Linked DNA regions of Sus scrofa: region 2 is linked to region 1. A link is a contact called in public Hi-C data. All regions are on one chromosome and are shown on one strand. Each heading gives the region's core, a stretch centred on a gene start, on an enhancer-like site or on the middle of the called end of the contact. The rest is flanking DNA. Distances are from core to core; before and after follow the strand shown.

Region 1 (2,866 bases), core at 279-2,778:
AAGCCATATTATTGCAAAGGAAAGTCCTTAAAGTAAACCATATCTGGATAGCCAAGGTTCTCAGCTTTTCTTTTTAAGGAATTCCATTTGGTTAGTTTCCCTGGGAGTAATGCCCCAGAGGTGTAGCAGGAACTCACAAGAGACTTCTTAGTTAGCCACAATACCTATATATTAACTTGTAATGAAATACAGAACTATCAAATGAATCCAGATATTCAGTTCATCCGGTCAGAGTACCATCTCCCTGGATTGAGTTTGAGAAACATGGTCACAGATGATCTTACTTAATGTGGTAATATTTAGGATATACATTAGTCTGATCAACAGTGGAAAGTATGCTAAAATTTGAATCAGGCTATCTGTTTTTCATTTCTGTATCTCCAGTTACTGGCTGTGTGACCTTTTACAGCTTACTTAATTTTTCTCATCTGTAGAAATGGAGAATACTAATATAGTCTTTGTAGGGTTGTTTATAGGATTGGATGAGCTATTATAAATGGAGTGCTGGCAAAATTCTAGCTATTATAAATGGAGTGCTGGCACAATTCTTGGTGTGGGTTAAGTATTCAATAAATATTAGTTGAACCTGAATGTGGAATTGTGTAGGAAATTGCTCTCAGGTGTTATCTCCAAAAATATTTGAGAAACTGATTCACACTAAGATGCTATAAAAAATAAGATGCAATGGCAACCAAGAGTATTTGCATTTAGGAGGTTTTTTTTTTTTCCCCCTGAAAAAACCCACATCATTGGTGATCTTTATTGCTGGAATTAGTGGATGCTAATTGCATGAAATTCCAGGGTATTTATCTCGGGTGCTCCTTGCTCTGAGGAGTAAATAGCAGCAGAGTCTTAACCATTAATCTGCTCCCGCACTGGGTGTAGCTGGAACGTATCTTAAGCAGGCACTTGAGTTCTCTAATTGGCTGCATTTTTGAGGTGTATCAAAGTTGAACATTACACCTGAGAATGCAAGAATGGGATGGGATGGAAACTGATCACTGCGACATCATCCTGGCTGCAAACCTAAGGAAATCACAAGGGTCACTATACTCTTAAGGTGACATCCGCCTGATTTATGTCACTCTCGTGCCTTAGCCTTTATTTGTTTCCTTTTCTATCAGTTTTTCATAATAAGTTTAAAGGGCTCCATGTCTTGTCCTCCCATTAGCAACCTAGGGTTTAAGTCCTGCGGTGTGTGCCTTTTGACTAAAAATCAAAGTGAAGAGGAAATCTGTACTAAGGAACCCCTAGTTGACGTATAAAGCTCCCAAAGGGTCGAAGGTAGATAATTCTACGAGTAGAGAGAGTTTTATCAGACTAGTGTAAGGCTTGACATCTGCAGCTGCTTCAAAGTTCCACACACAGTAAAGCCCAAGATCTGCGCTGAGCCTCGCCCTCCTGGCTTGAACTACAGCTCCCAGGATGCTCCGCGATTTGGGAGTGCGCGCGCGCGTCGGCGGTGGAGTGGGAACCAGCGCCGTCGAGTTGGGGGAGCTTCTGGCGGGTGGATCCGACAACTCCCCGGGAGGCGGACGCAGGCGGACCGGCGGGTACTGGGAGCTGAGCGGCAAGCAGTCCCCGCGGGTCTGTGAAGGAGGTCGGTGGCTTCAGCGGGCGCTAGGCAGGTAAGCCAAGACCGATGCTTTCCAGGAAGTCCGTCTGCGGGCGCCGGCAGTGTGTCGTACCAGCCATGGTGGCTGAGGAGGGAGAGGTTGCTGTCTTCCAGCAGCGCGGCTCGAATCTCGTTCGCTCCCAATCCCTGTCCGGTAGCGAGAGGACGCTGGGGCTGCTTCGGGGCAAAAGGGCCAGGGCAGGATCCGCAGGACGCGCTGGGCGTCGCCCGTGGTGGAGGCGCGCGAAGACAGATTTGCGATGAATCACTCCCCGGCCCGGCCTCGCCGGGTTCGGGACTGGCCCCTTCCCCTCCCGGCTGGAGCCCGCGCCGGCCGTGGCTGTGAGAACTCGAAGTGCTTATCCGCCCCATCCATCCCACCCAGGCTTACTAGCCGGCGACTAGCGTCTGAAGGTTTTTTTCACCGAGTCTCCTTCAAAGACTTCTGCTTAGTGAGTTGGAAAGAAGAAGAAAAAAAGAAGGGCACACCCTTTTCTTTTTTTTTTAATTTAATTGAAATCTTTCTTGTCTTGCGTTCGCCGTTTTGAACTATCTGCTCTTAGAATAGATTCCTGGCTCCTGTGCAGCACAGCTGGACCCGGCTGTGAAGTTTGTATGTTGGTTTGTTTTGAGGACGTGACTGGGTCGTTATTTTTGCTTACAGAAGTGGTGTGTTTCCTCTGCAAGCCTGCATTCTGATTACAAACGAATGAGAAACAGCCGCAGGGGGCTTTTTGTTTTGTTTTTTGGATTTTGGGGGTTTTTAATGTTTAGTTAAGAATCGCATTTCCAACTTGTCCTTGGCTTCCCTTAAAACCAAAAGTCATCTGGTAATGAATACTGCAGTAAAACTTAGCCCAGGAGGTCATACTTGAACAGGAAATAAGCCTGTGGAGATTTAGGTTAGTTATGTGCGGTCTGCCTTGGTTTGTAACATTTTAATGTGGCTCATGTTTCTTTTTCTGAGAATCCTTCAGATTAATTTTTCAGTAAATAAAATTGCTAATTGGTCTGTTACAAAAATGTATCAGGCTTAGAAAAATAGTCTTGTCCAGCCTCATTTACCTTTGCTAGTAAGTTCTTCCTAGTCCTAGGCCTTTTTTTTTTTTTTTTTTTTTTTTTTACCCTATTACTTAAGAGCTCACAGTCATTTTATAATACTTAGAATCACCTTTCTAACACATTCCTAGGAAAGGAACAAAAAAGGAATTAAAATGTGATACCCGATATATTTTAACTCTTTTAGGTTGC
Region 2 (3,158 bases), core at 421-2,920, 190 kb before region 1:
CCCTTGGGAACTTTCTCCCTGCCCACACAACTAGGGGAGAGAAAAATTTCTCTATGCCCCCAGAACTGTCTAAATATGTGAAGCCCAAGCTCAATACTATATGGATCTTTTAGGTTACAAGTACACAAAACACAGATGACACCACTGATAGGTGTAACCATGTAAGTCAGGCAAATTTTATTTTTTAAGGGTTCATCCTAAACTGGTACAAAGCCAAGTTGATTATATTTAAAATTAAAATAGCCAGAAAACAATCTTATAAGTTTATTTCTAGTGTATCACAATGATAGATAAATTCTGTTCCAGGATGCATTGTGCTACATAATGATTCTGCACTTTTGCAGGAGCTTTTCTTATTTCTGCAGCTTTAAAAACATGCTGCTGAAAAGCAGACATCAGATCAAAGTGTTTCCCTTGTCTACAAAGCATATCATTATGCTATTTCCAATTTAATCAAGCAGAATAGTCATTAATAATAATGTGTACTTAATGGCTATCTCATTGTCTACAGTTCCTCCTAAGATGGATCATATATAAATTTAATACAAAAAAGAAACTCATGTTAACCCACGGGAGTTTATCTATGGGTAAAAAAGCCCTAGGGCTTGGTTTGAATTGGTTATACCAACAACACTCCATTCTCAAAAGGACTAATCTATCCAAGCTCGGTGAGAAACAAGTCTACTACATCTAGATTTTTAAGAGGTTATAACATATAATGGTTTACATACACTTCAGCCACACAAACAAGAAAAACAGCGTCATAAAATGTTCACATTGTCTTATCTTAAAAACAAACAGACCAGCCTACCGTGCATACAGAATAACATATTATCTAGGAAGGTTACCAAACCGTGATCTCGTGATAATTAAGAGCTCTCCAGGCCACTGTCAATCTAACCGTTTCATTCTAAATTTCTTGGGGGCAGAGAACAGATTTTTTTTTTTTTTTCCTTGTTGAAATGGAGATTCTGCATATCAGGAGATAGAAAGGGTCGGGCTTAGAGCGACAGGCTCCAGCGGCTCCTCGCTGCGCTAACACAGCGGGAGCCAGGTGCAGCATCGCCTCCACGCAGACAAGTCTCTTCACCCGCAAGCCAAGAGCAGGTGCGTAACGAAACTGACGCTCTGGGGTTTCAGCGGTTGCAACCACCTTCCTCTACCGCAGAACCAGGGCCATCCTGGGAGAGGAACCTTCTAGTCCAGTCACCCCCTGGGCCCATTTGCTGAGGGCAGTGCGGTGGATTCCTAATCCTTTCCCCTAACGGGTAATTTCCTACAGCAGCCACAGGACTCACGGTCCCACGGCCCGCCCCCCAAATCAAAAGGCACGCGGGTGGGGCCCACCAACACCCACCTCTCAACCTCCCGGGGAGCCGTGGGCCCGGGACAGAGGGTCTCTGCCCCTCAGGCTCCCGCACACCACTCACCGTGAAGGGGACATCCCCAACGCTGCCCACAGAGTAGCAGTTGTCTCCAGGGTTGACAGCTCCGGTGAGGACCTGATGCAGATGCATCTCCGGAGCCCGGGCTGGTCAGGGAAATGCGCGAGAGGCGCAGCGAGCCCTGCGCCCGGCCCTCCTCCGGCCGCGAGAGTGCTTCCCGCTCCGCCTCCCTCCTGACCCACCCCGCCGCGGCTCCGGCTTAAGGCCTCGCCCCTCTCTCTCCTTCCCCCCGCCTTGTCTCTGCCATGGGAGCCCTTCGACGCCTCTGCCCCGCTTGGACCGCCGCTCGGCTGCGGAAATGCCCGGATGCTCCCACTGCCTGCTGCACCGGCGCACAAATGCGGGAGGAGGGCAAGGGTGCGGGGGGGGGGGGTGGCCCGGAGGAGCGCGCGAGCCGGGCGCGTGCTGGAAGGGACGCTCCGCCCGAGGGAGCTGGGCGGTGCGCGCGTTCACCCTCAGGGGAGCGCCGGTCGAATGGAAGGGTAAGCCCCTCCCCCCGCTGCTAAACCCTTAGCTCAGTTTTTCTCCCCAGACCCCTTGTTTGCGCGTGCGCGCGCAGTGGTTTCCAGGGCAATTGCGCGTGCGGCGCGGATCCCTGTCCCGGGATTGCGCGCGCAGACGTGCGGGAGTTCCCCTGGAGCTTCCCGGCTGCGGCCGCTGGGGGCGGTCTCGTGGGTGGCACCCGGGCGGAGGCGACTCCCCACAGAGCTGTAGTCCCATTCTGGGGTTGCACCGAGAGTCCGTTTTGCTGAGTCTTTAGTGCATTACCAAGTACACTACGTGATGATCAGTGCTTGACCTCAGGAAGACACTCGGATATTCCATCTCAGGAGACGTTAGATCCCTTGGGGCTTTTTAAAAGTAGAATGCTTAAGATATTTTATGTAAATAGTAAATGCATCTTGCAACTGTTTAGAGGAGCCATACTTCCCTGACAGCAAATTACTTTGTTCCCACCTTTGTCACGGTTGGTCTACAGAGCGAAAGAGCACCCTGGAACGAGTAACTCCTTTAGACTTTTTTCACGCGTGGTGTCATAGATTCTTGCAGAATCGCGTGATTTTGCCAGAAGGTCTGCTAACACGGACCAGATCTCTTCTCCAGTTCAATTTGTCACAAGGTTTTGAGTCTATACCATGTGTGATTAAGTCACTGGGGCAGGAAGTAGAAAGAACCAAGGTGCAACTGTCTCTAAAACCAGGCAGAAGGCCAGAGGATTTTGTGTCTCAGTCTTAGGAATGAGACACAAAAGTCTATGCAACCACAGAAAAGGAAGAATACGTTTGACCAAAGTGATGGGTAAAGTGTTACGGAGAGGCTGACAAAACGCTGAGTCCAATTTTGGCAGGCTGAGATGAAGAAGAAAAACTGCCTTCAAATAGAGGAAATAGCCTAAGTTAAGGCTTAGAAATGTAAAATGACAGGATGTGTTAGAGGAGCAAAGATTACATTAATGTTTAAGGCTGAAGATTTGCAGGGTGGGGAAAGGAAATGGTAATTAACAGGAGATAAATGTATCTAAGAGATAGCTTGTGGCCAGCCTGAACAGGTAGTCTTGAATACTCTACTAAGAATCTAAGAGTTCATTCTGCCTGCAGTGGGGATCCATCAGATGTTTCTGAGCAGAAGTACATAGAATCAGTTGCCTTGGGAAGGTGACTGGTATCACTGTGAAGGGCAATTAGAAGGGTGGGGGAAATTGGCAGCAAAGAC

The links. Hi-C and Micro-C count contacts between places; a contact is called where the count stands out from the background.
Region 2: a contact with region 1 is called in a Hi-C map of heart right ventricle, with 2.7 times the contacts expected there. The contact joins the promoter of DMXL2 here to the promoter of TMOD3 in region 1. A contact is called at or near these places in 1 of 47 Hi-C or Micro-C datasets (heart right ventricle) and 1 of 2 datasets of contacts at active chromatin or transcription factors (alveolar macrophages).

Annotation. Positions count from the first base shown.
Region 1 is chr1:119,947,457-119,950,322 of Sscrofa11.1, reverse strand. It overlaps TMOD3 (tropomodulin 3), which reads left to right and starts at 1,528. Exons shown (of 10, transcript NM_214294.1): 1 at 1,528-1,628.
Region 2 is chr1:120,136,761-120,139,918 of Sscrofa11.1, reverse strand. DMXL2 (dmX-like protein 2) reads right to left here and starts at 1,670. Exons shown (of 42, transcript XM_021095456.1): 1 at 1,431-1,670. The coding sequence starts at 1,517.